Linked DNA regions of Mus musculus: regions 1 and 3 are each linked to region 2. Evidence: chromatin contacts called from public promoter capture Hi-C data. All regions are on one chromosome and are shown on one strand. Each heading gives the region's core, a stretch centred on a gene start, on an enhancer-like site or on the middle of the called end of the contact. The rest is flanking DNA. Distances are from core to core; before and after follow the strand shown. Region 1 has its middle 21 kb from the start of Spa17. Region 2 holds the start of Esam (endothelial cell-specific adhesion molecule). Region 3 overlaps Siae (sialic acid acetylesterase).

Region 1 (2,939 bases), core at 430-2,929, 65 kb after region 2:
AGTGTGTGCCTGTGTGTGTGTGTATGTGTATGTGCCTATCAGTACCTGTAGGGTTTAGTAAAGGGAATTGCATCTCCTGGAGCTGTAATTACGGGTGGTTGTTAGTCACCTAATATAGGTGCTGGGAACCAAACACTGGCCCTCTACAAGAAGAGTAAATGAATGCCCGTCTACCCCTGTGCCATCTCTCCAGCCCCAGTGACACTGCTTTTTCCTCTGGGGAAGAAAGATGTTGGGAAGCCTTTGTACTCAAAATGTAACATTCTGGGTTTGGAGGATAGAATGAAGATGGCCCCCATAAGCTCATAGGGAGTGGCATTATTTGAGAAGATTAGGACATGAGCCCTTGTTGGAAGTAGGTGTGGCCTTGTTGGAGGAACTATGTCACGGGGTGTAGGCCAAGCCAGATCCAGTGTCACTCTCTCTTCCTGATGCCTGCCAATCCAGATGTAGGACTCGCAGCTACCTCTCTAGTACCATATCTGCCTGCATGCTACAATGCTTCTGACTATGATGGCAGTGGACTAAGCCTCTGAACTGCCAGCCAGCCCCCAACTAAATACTTTCCTTTATAAGAGCTGCGCTGGGGCTGGTGAGATGGCTCAGTGGGTAAGAGCACCCGACTGCTCTTCCGAAGGTCCAGAGTTCAAATCCCAGCAACCACATGGTGGCTCACAACCATCTGTAACAAGATCTGATGCCCTCTTCTGGAGTGTCTGAAGATAGCTGCAGTGTACTTACATATAATAAATAAATAAATCTTTAAAAAAAAAAAAAAAGAGCTGCGCTGGTCATGGTGTCTCTTCACAACAATGAGACCCTGGGTTTGGCATTTCCATCCTTGTAAATTCTGTATCTCCCAGTTCAGAGATCATACTACTCTTGGGACTATAAAGCTTAGCTATCTGTTAGGGCAAGGCATGAACACAGGAAAGAACTGAGGGACATAACTGACTTTCTAACAGTGTTGACTGACTTTTAAAAAAAAAATGCGTGTCCCTATCTCACCCCCCACCTTTCACTTCTAGGTCTGATACCTGACACCTACTGGTCCTTTATCTTTTGTGAATTTTGGTACAAAATGTTTCTCTGACTCTCTCACTAATGGTTTAGGATTCAGATGTCTCTGTTCTGCTAGATAAATGTGGTTTCCCACTTTCACAGTCTTAGCATTGTTCACTCTCTGCTGCTCTAACTAGGCTTAGCTTTTAAAATAACGGCATTTCTGAAGGACAAAGAATTAGATGCACATGCTTAATTTTCTGTTAAATTTTTATGTTAATCAACAAGTTTCTAAGTAAAACAAAGTCTGATTTGATTTTCACTTAAACTAATCACAGTCTTATTGGGATTCAGAAACCACTTTACATTATGGAATTTAATGTTAATTATTAGTTGGGAAAACAGAGTTGTTACCATATGACTGAGAATGCTGTAGAGACAATAGCTGTTACAGAGACAGACACTGCTGGAGGCAGCTATCCACCAGTTCTTCGTCTAAAAGGACAAAGAAAAGTTAGAACTATCAAAACTTGCCTCCTGCAGCTGAAACTCGGACATCTTAGGATACTGGTGGGTGACTACGCGCTGAAATTGGGCTGTACATGCTTCTGGACTGAGCTGCTGCTCTGGGGACAGGAAGAACTGTCGGTGGCTCTGCCAGGCATAGGGAGCAGACAGGAAGCAGACAGGAGGTGTACTTTCCTCCTCTGGACTTGAAGTCTCTTCTGAGGATCTCTTTTGCCACAGTCTAAAAGAGGTGCAGCTGGCAAAGGAGACTCGTGGTGTGCAAAGAGCAGTCAGTCCCTGCCTCACAGAGCCTGTTACAGTGGCCTTGGAGCACAGAGGATGGCTTGCTAACTGATGGACCCCAAGCTTTTGAATACTCGGGATTTCATGCATTTTTACCTTCCAATAAGCAAAGTCAATTCTCATCCCACCCCCTCCCTCTCTCTGCCCCACATCCAAGAAAGGGGGGGGGAAGGGAGGAAGGGGAGGGAGGGAGAGAGAGAAGGGGGGTAGGGGGGAAGAGAGAGAGAGAGAGAGAGAGAGAGAGAGAGGAGGGAAGGAGAGGGGGAGGGGGGAGAGAGGGAGAGGGAGAGGGAGAGGGAGAAATCGCAGTAACAATTGTATTCACATAGGAAAATGGGATCTCATGATCTGGGTAATATTGATGACAAGTCAAATCTAGGTGGAGTCCCAACTAATCATTTTGCTTCTAAATATTATCTTGTGGGCAGGAGAGAGGAGAGATGTACCAGGTACCAGTAAGTACCAAGTCTAAGATTTGAGTTCAATCTCTGGAACCCTTTATTGTGGGAGGAGAAAACAAATTCCTGCAGGTTGTCCTTTGATCTCCACTCAGCAGTATGAGGCACACAGGTACACACACACACACACACACACACACACACACACACACCCCACACACACAGTTTTTCAAAAGTGAAAGAAAAAAAAGTGAGTTTGTTTTGGTCACTTTTCTGTTGCTATGACAAAATGCCATGGCCAACGGAACTCACTTTGGGGCTCACAGTTCCAGAGGGCTAGAATCTGTAACCATTATGGTGGAAAGCATGCCAGCAGGTAGGCAGGCATGGTTTTGGAGCAGTAGCTGAGAGCTTACATCTTGATCCACAAGTGTGAGGTAGAGAGAGCTAACTGGGAACACCACAGGCTTTTGAAACCTCAAAGCCTGTTCCCAGTGAAATTCCTCCTCCAGCTGCATCTGGTTGCAGTTGGCGTTCTTAACTCACCCATAGGATGCTCGTCATAAGTGTTATTAGAAGTGCGTCAACTCTCATTCCCAAGAGCAGAATAAGTGCATTCTGGTTCATGACATCCATTTATGGAAAAATTAAAAAAAATTTCCAGACAGTACATGAAACATTGTATAACACCTTCCCTTTTCCACCTTTCCATCTTCCTTGGAAACACAG
Region 2 (2,975 bases), core at 153-2,652:
AGACACATGCAGGCCCATACACACTTTTTAAAAAATGTTTTTAGTATTCTCAAATCTAGAAAAATCTGATAGGCAAGGAAAACCAAGACAGCCCATCCCTAACATCACCTTTTGACAGTACAAAGTTTGAAAGCTGAGCTGCCAAAGAGGTAGATTCCATAGATGTCAGGGGCAGTCTAGTGTTTGTATAGGCATTTCGTAGAGCCACTGCATGACTGGTATTTGAAGAGGAGCCAGGCTGGGGCTCTTTAGGTAGGAAAAGCCATTGCACAACACTGGAGCTGATGGGGTGTGTAGAGATGAGGAGGCCAGGCTGCCTCTACTGCCTGACAGTTCTGCTCCCTCGGAACAGGCCACGTCAGACATTCGTGGCTATGCCTTCTGTCCTGCGCAGCAAAGCCCTGCCCAAATACTTGAAGCATATTTTTATTTATTGGCTGTTAGGCTGGAACCGGTGCGTTCCCCCTGCTGAAGCAGCCCGGGCCATCAGGGGGCGCAGAGGTGCCGCCACCCCCATCCCCGCCCCCAATGACATGGGTGGGGTGTGGGGTTGAAATTAAATTCACAGCGGAAAGATCTAGTCCTGGGAATTAAAGGATCAGAACTGGCCTAAGCCGTTCACTACAAGGATGGGCGGTTGCGAAGACACCAGCGGCTGTACAGAAGGGAAAGACATTATTTATATCCCGTCCTCCTGCAGCTGCTCCCTCCTCCCTGGTCAGCATTAAGCCTGTGACTGTTGCCTCAGTTTCCTGCTCACCTCCCTTGTACCAGGTCTTCCGTGTTTTCATGAGGCAAAGGTCCGAGACTCCCCCCAGACCCCCATACACTCCGCCTCGGGCCTCGGTTTCTGGAACTCTGGAGAACCAGCCCCTCTCTAGCCTTAGGAGCAGGAAGGCCTGTGGCGTCAGGGCTATGTTGGATGTCTTCCCCAGAAGCCTCGGGCCTGAACCGGGCGGAGAGAGGTGTGGGCTAATAAAGTTCGAATCCCCATTTCAGCGGCTGCTCCTAACCCAGCTGAACCCACACTACACAACGTGGGGGCTCCCCTCTTCCTCCGAGAAGGCTGCTCTGCTTTGATTCGGGATGCCGCACGCCAGGCTTGGAGCGGCCGTTCTGACCCCAGATACAGGGCTTTTATTGTCGGGTCGGGGTCACTTCTTAAATTTAGGTTAGTCCCCCCGCCCCCATTCCTCCTTTTTCACCCTCTATTCCTGACACCTGCCCTGGAGGTATGAGGTAGAGGCCGGCGGATCCGGCTGTTTGAGCCTGGGGAGAGCTCTCTTCCCCCGCTGCGAGTCACTAGCGCGCCGCGCCCGGCAGGACGGTGACCTCTCCACCCCTTTGAATGCCCCGCCCACTGTCCAGTCGGTCTCCACCCCACCTCCCCATCCGCACACCCGCTGACTTGGGTTGGAGCCACCCTGGTCAGTAGCCTGGTTCCTGTGCACATTCGGGTTGCCGCCGCTCACCCACAACACCTGTAGACACCGTGTGTCCAACTCTCCCTGAGTACTCCGGGCCAAGGAGGGCCATGATTCTTCAGGCTGGAACCCCCGAGACCAGCTTGCTGCGGGTTTTGTTCCTGGGACTGAGTACCCTTGGTGAGTCAAACACCGGGTCTGGAGGGCTTTGATCAGGTAAATCTGATCCTAGGGGAGGACTTTAGAGAGTGGGTTTGAAGGGATTTTTGTTTGACATTCTTGTCTTTCCTCATTACTCTCCACTTCTGGACATCACTGGTTGGTGCTACACTTTCTGCCTTCTATGGCTAGAACGGCTTCCAGCTTTGGTGTGGTGTGTGGTGTTGGGGAGGGGGATAAAGGCATCTCCAGCCAAGACCTCTGGGATGAGTTAAGGCAGTTATTCCTGTCTACTCTCTACCCCCACTCATCACAGCTGGATAAGCTGAGGCACTGGATGAGACAGTGACTAAAGGCTTAAGGACTTAGTTCCAGTCCCCCCTCCCCGCACCCCTCATTCAAGCTGATGTGAAAGATCCCTGAGGGAATGCCTGGTCCTCAGTCTTGACGCAAGTACTTCAAGCAGTACTTCACGTCCCAGCATTTCCCCACCAAGCTCTTTTCTTTCCTTCCTGCTTCCTGCCCTGGAAATCAAAGGAGATGCCCCCAAAGCCTGACCATGAGGTCATTTGGACACAGGAAATTCGGGAAGAGGTCAGTTGCTCAGACTCCAGCACACAGCCTACCATCAGGTCTACCATCGTCCTTATCTTTTCTCAGATCCAAAGGAACAAGGAAAATAGGGAGAGGGTGCCAAAGGGTCCAAGAGGAAGGGGACCTCCTGAAACAAGTGTTTGGGTGAGCTCTCCAGGACAACTATCTTAAGCAGGAGCTGGAGGTGGCCCACCCAGTACTATATCTGGAGAGAAATGACTCAGTAGGAACTAAGTCCCTTATAAGCTATTCCCCAGGCTGTTTTGCTCTCTGGGTTTAGAATCCTCGCTTTAACTTCTTCCTTGGGCTAGAGGATGTCAGAGCAAGTAAGACCTGGAAGAATGTAGAGTAGATTCAGTGACATTGATGGGGATCTCCCTGCTCCCACCCATGGTTTCTTTCGGCCTGGTCTGTGTCCTAGTGGTGTTGAGGGCATGAGATCTTAGGTTCCCAAATATGAGTCTCAGAGCTTCTGTGCCCTTCCCTCCAAAGCTTGGAGTGTTTCCTGTGCCTTCAGCTTCTCAGCTCTGCTTTTGCACCTTCAACCTCAGCTTCTGTTTCTTTTCTGCATTCTTCCTCAGCTTGGCCCTTACTGTGTTGGAGAGGGCAATGTCAGCCTCCAAGCAAGGGAGGAAAAACCTATATTGGCTGCCTGAACATCACAGGCATCCTCTGTAGGTCACCCGTGGCCCCTCCTTTTTCTCTTTCAGCTTTTGAGTTTGATTTTGTCATATCAAAGATCCAGAGCCTAAAATGCTACTAATAATGCCACGAAGGTTGCCCTTCTTGGCCTCTGGA
Region 3 (3,236 bases), core at 209-2,708, 100 kb after region 2:
AGACAGACACACAGTGCCTGCTGTGAAGGTTCAGCCTTGTTCTTTATTTCCACAAAACAAGACAAAGGCAAATACAACCAGCCCCCTTCTCAGCAAGCGTCATCACTGGCCTCACAGTATGTGGAATATCTTTTGTTTCATTCTTCTCCTGCCCCCCACAGGGTTCACTCTTTTTGTTTTGGTCTGTTTTTCCTACCTCCCCTCTCCTCCCCTCCCCTCCCCTCCCCTCCCCTCCCCTCCCCTCCCCTCCCCTCCCCTCCCTCCCTCCCTCCCTCCCTCCCTCCCTCCCTCCCTTCCTTCCTTCCTTCCTTCCTTCCTTCCTTCCTTCCTACAGATTAGGCTGGCCTCAAATTTAAGAGATTATTCGCCCGTCTTTACCTACAAAGTGCTAGGAATAAAGGGGATTAAAGGGGATTAGAGGCAGATATCACCATCACTACTACCTGGGAAAACATAGTTCACTCTGTAGGTAAAGGCTTGCCATGTAAGCACCAGAACCTGAATTCAGAACCCCAGCACTCATTTAAAAGGCAGATGTGACAGCATATATCTGTAATTCCATCACAGGGGAGGCAGAGACAAAGTGATCTCTGGGGGTTACTGGCCAGCCAGCCTAGCTGAATAAATAGTGAGAGGCAATTTTAAAGTGAATGAATGAATGAATGAATGAATGAGGTAGAGGATGATAGAGGAAGACACCTGACTTTGTCCTCTGGTTTCCACATATGTGCACATACATACTTGCACATCTTGACAAATACATGCACGCGTGCATGCAGACACATACTTTATGTACAAATAAACAAGTCCTTGTCTATCCTCTGGTTTCCTAACCACTTTTTATCCTTTTAAGTTACCTTTCTCCTCTACCTACTAGTTAGTAGGTCTACCTTTAGCTACTCACAGCCACCTAACAATAACATACACATGTTTCCTATGATATTAGAGACACAGTTATGAATGCGATGAAGTCCCTCCAGAACTAATAGAAATACTGTTCTATTGCTGTGAGATACCATGACCAAGGCAACCTATAGAAGATGACATTTAATTGGGGGCTTGTTTACAGCTTCAGAGAGTTAGTCCATTATCATCATGGCAGGAGATGTGGCCACAGGTAGGCATGGTACTGGAGATGTAGCTGATAGCCACATCCTGATTTATAGGTGGGGGCCGGGAGGGAGAAGGAGGGGGAAGGAGAGAGGGTGAGAAGGAGGGAGGGAGGGAGGGAGCAAGGAACGGAGGATGGGAATGAATGAGAATGGGCTTGGCAGGGACTTTGAAACCTCAAAGCCCACTCTTAGTGGCATACCTTCTACAACAAGGCCACATCTCCTAATCTTTGCCAAACAGTTCAACTAACTGATAACTAAGCATTCAAATATATGAGCCTATGGGGCCCCGTCTTATTCAGACCACCACAGAGGGAAACACTGAACTTCATATTACAGGAAGTGATGTAATAGGGCTGCACAGAGAGGGAGGATGTCAGTCTAAACCAGGCTTTGGCTGAACTTCATTGACTAGTTTTTCTTTGTTGTTAACTCCAGCTAAAACTTGTTCGTATCCCTTAAGATACTGTACTTTGCCATTTATTTTATTTAGCTCATCAGTTGACCTATTCAGTAAGCTTTAGAATTTATGAGGAGAGACTCTTTGTGTCTCTTTCATTGCTATATCTCAACCACTGTGTAGTTCTGGATACATAGTAGGTGCTCAGTTAATTCTAATTTGTCGGAAATTGATTTGATTTTCTCCTATTGCGCTTCTTGGGTTTGGATCCTTTTCAGGACTAAACAGAGTGCCTCCTGTATAGTAGACTTTTACTAAGTACTAATTTGAATTGATCCCATCTCTGTGTGTATTTCTACCTTCCCCTCCCCTTGTCAACTTCCTCTAGTATGGAGCTCACATACACCAGCTTGTGTTGGTTCCTGGGTAATATGAACAGTTGAAATAAATTAGACTGGTGAAAGCAAAACTGGTTATGGTTGCTGTGTTTCCCTTTTTGCTGCATTCCTCAGCACTTATGTGTCCATATTTTCATTACTTCAGCTATGGAATTTATCATAACACCACCCAGAAAAAAAACCCCCACATCTTCTACCTACTGGCTGCCTCCCTTAAGTGAGTTAAGGGCGGCAGGGACCTTACAGGCTTTGTACCACTTATCTACTGAGGAGGACTTAGAGTTCCTGAATTCCGATGCACCTGAGGGCCTGGGGTTCTGCAAAACCTGCTGAGAGTTTTGGATCCCTGATTATATAAGCAAATTATTTATGTTCAGACTACGACACAGTTGTTTCCATTTGCCTCCATGCCAGACTGAGAGCTCTTGCTTCCTCATTATGGCAAAAAGCAGTTTGAGCAAATGAAAAAAAAAACAAACAAACAAACAAGCAAACTGAAGAGCAATCATGGGAAACTGTCACGAACACTGTAATTTTCCCCTGTGGAAAAGCTGTTTCTCCTTTGGGGAGCTTTGGAAGTCACGCTTTATTCTGGGCTGTATCTTGTATCTTAGCCCTCATCTTACCCTGCATCTGAAGGTCTTAGAAAGGAGCCCACTGCTGGCTCCACTCATGCCACAGCCCCAGTTGGCACCCCTCTTCTTTTCTCTTGACTTTCCCTATAACTGTTTCTCTGCACAGGAAACTTGGGCCATGGAAATTTCACTTACATGTCTGCGGTGTGCTGGCTCTTTGGGCGTTACCTGTATGACACTCTGCAATATCCCATTGGGTTGGTCTCCTCCAGTTGGGGTGGGACGTACATTGAAGTCTGGTCATCTAGAAGGACACTGAAAGCCTGTGGAGTCCCTAATACAAGGGATGAAAGAGTTGGTCAGCCCGAGATAAAGCCCATGAGGAATGAATGTAACAGTGAGGAGTCCTCATGTCCTTTTAGGTAAGTGTGTGCTGAATGCCCACATTTGTTCTGAGTAAATGGATTCATGCGCAGGGCAAGTGTTGTCGTGAGCATCTACAGTCATCTGGGAACAAGTCAAGAGGGTTTTATATTCGTTTAACTCAGTAACAGCAGTAGCTAAGTGCGTGCTGACAGCTTTCTATGGAGGGTACCGTTCTAGGGTCTTTATTTGCACTAATTCATCTAGTTTTTGAAACACATCCCTAAAGTGTAGATGTTGCTGCTATTCCATAGTTAGAGACACCAAGTCCCAGAGAAGATTCAGGACCTGGCTTGTGAACAGGACTAGTCAAGTAGGCCAGACTGGC

Evidence for each region. Promoter capture Hi-C pulls out the DNA fragments that hold promoters and counts their contacts.
Region 1: a contact with region 2 is called in a promoter capture Hi-C map of the HPC-7 cell line. The contact joins the enhancer-like site here to the promoter of Esam in region 2. A contact is called at or near these places in 9 of 39 promoter capture datasets (the C10 cell line, the HPC-7 cell line, the SN4741 cell line and 6 more), 1 of 15 datasets of contacts at CTCF or cohesin (the G1E-ER4 cell line), 1 of 484 Hi-C or Micro-C datasets (B cells), 3 of 115 datasets of contacts at active chromatin or transcription factors (embryonic stem cells and fetal liver) and 3 of 9 other capture datasets (adipose tissue, liver and pancreatic islet).
Region 3: a contact with region 2 is called in a promoter capture Hi-C map of the HPC-7 cell line. The contact joins the enhancer-like site here to the promoter of Esam in region 2. A contact is called at or near these places in 8 of 39 promoter capture datasets (the C10 cell line, the HPC-7 cell line, cranial neural crest and 5 more), 7 of 484 Hi-C or Micro-C datasets (embryonic stem cells, epiblasts, liver and 1 more), 10 of 115 datasets of contacts at active chromatin or transcription factors (embryonic hindbrain, embryonic stem cells, fetal liver and 4 more) and 4 of 9 other capture datasets (adipose tissue, embryonic stem cells, liver and 1 more).

Annotation. Positions count from the first base shown.
Region 1 is chr9:37,591,167-37,594,105 of GRCm38.p6, forward strand. No RefSeq gene overlaps it. Among named protein-coding and RNA genes, the nearest start is that of Spa17, 21 kb to the right of the region's middle. Within about 2 kb of position 1,680, at least 10 of the 459 cell types and tissues checked have an H3K27ac peak or open chromatin away from gene starts, as enhancers often do. A contact at or near this core is called in the G1E-ER4 cell line, the HPC-7 cell line and pre-B cells, where this site is marked.
Region 2 is chr9:37,526,687-37,529,661 of GRCm38.p6, forward strand. Esam (endothelial cell-specific adhesion molecule) reads left to right here and starts at 1,403. Exons shown (of 7, transcript NM_027102.3): 1 at 1,403-1,604. The coding sequence starts at 1,535.
Region 3 is chr9:37,628,698-37,631,933 of GRCm38.p6, forward strand. Siae (sialic acid acetylesterase) reads left to right here. Exons shown (of 10, transcript NM_011734.4): 5 at 2,652-2,907. Among named protein-coding and RNA genes, the nearest start is that of Siae, 16 kb to the left of the region's middle. Within about 2 kb of position 1,459, at least 1 of the 459 cell types and tissues checked has an H3K27ac peak or open chromatin away from gene starts, as enhancers often do. A contact at or near this core is called in the HPC-7 cell line, where this site is marked.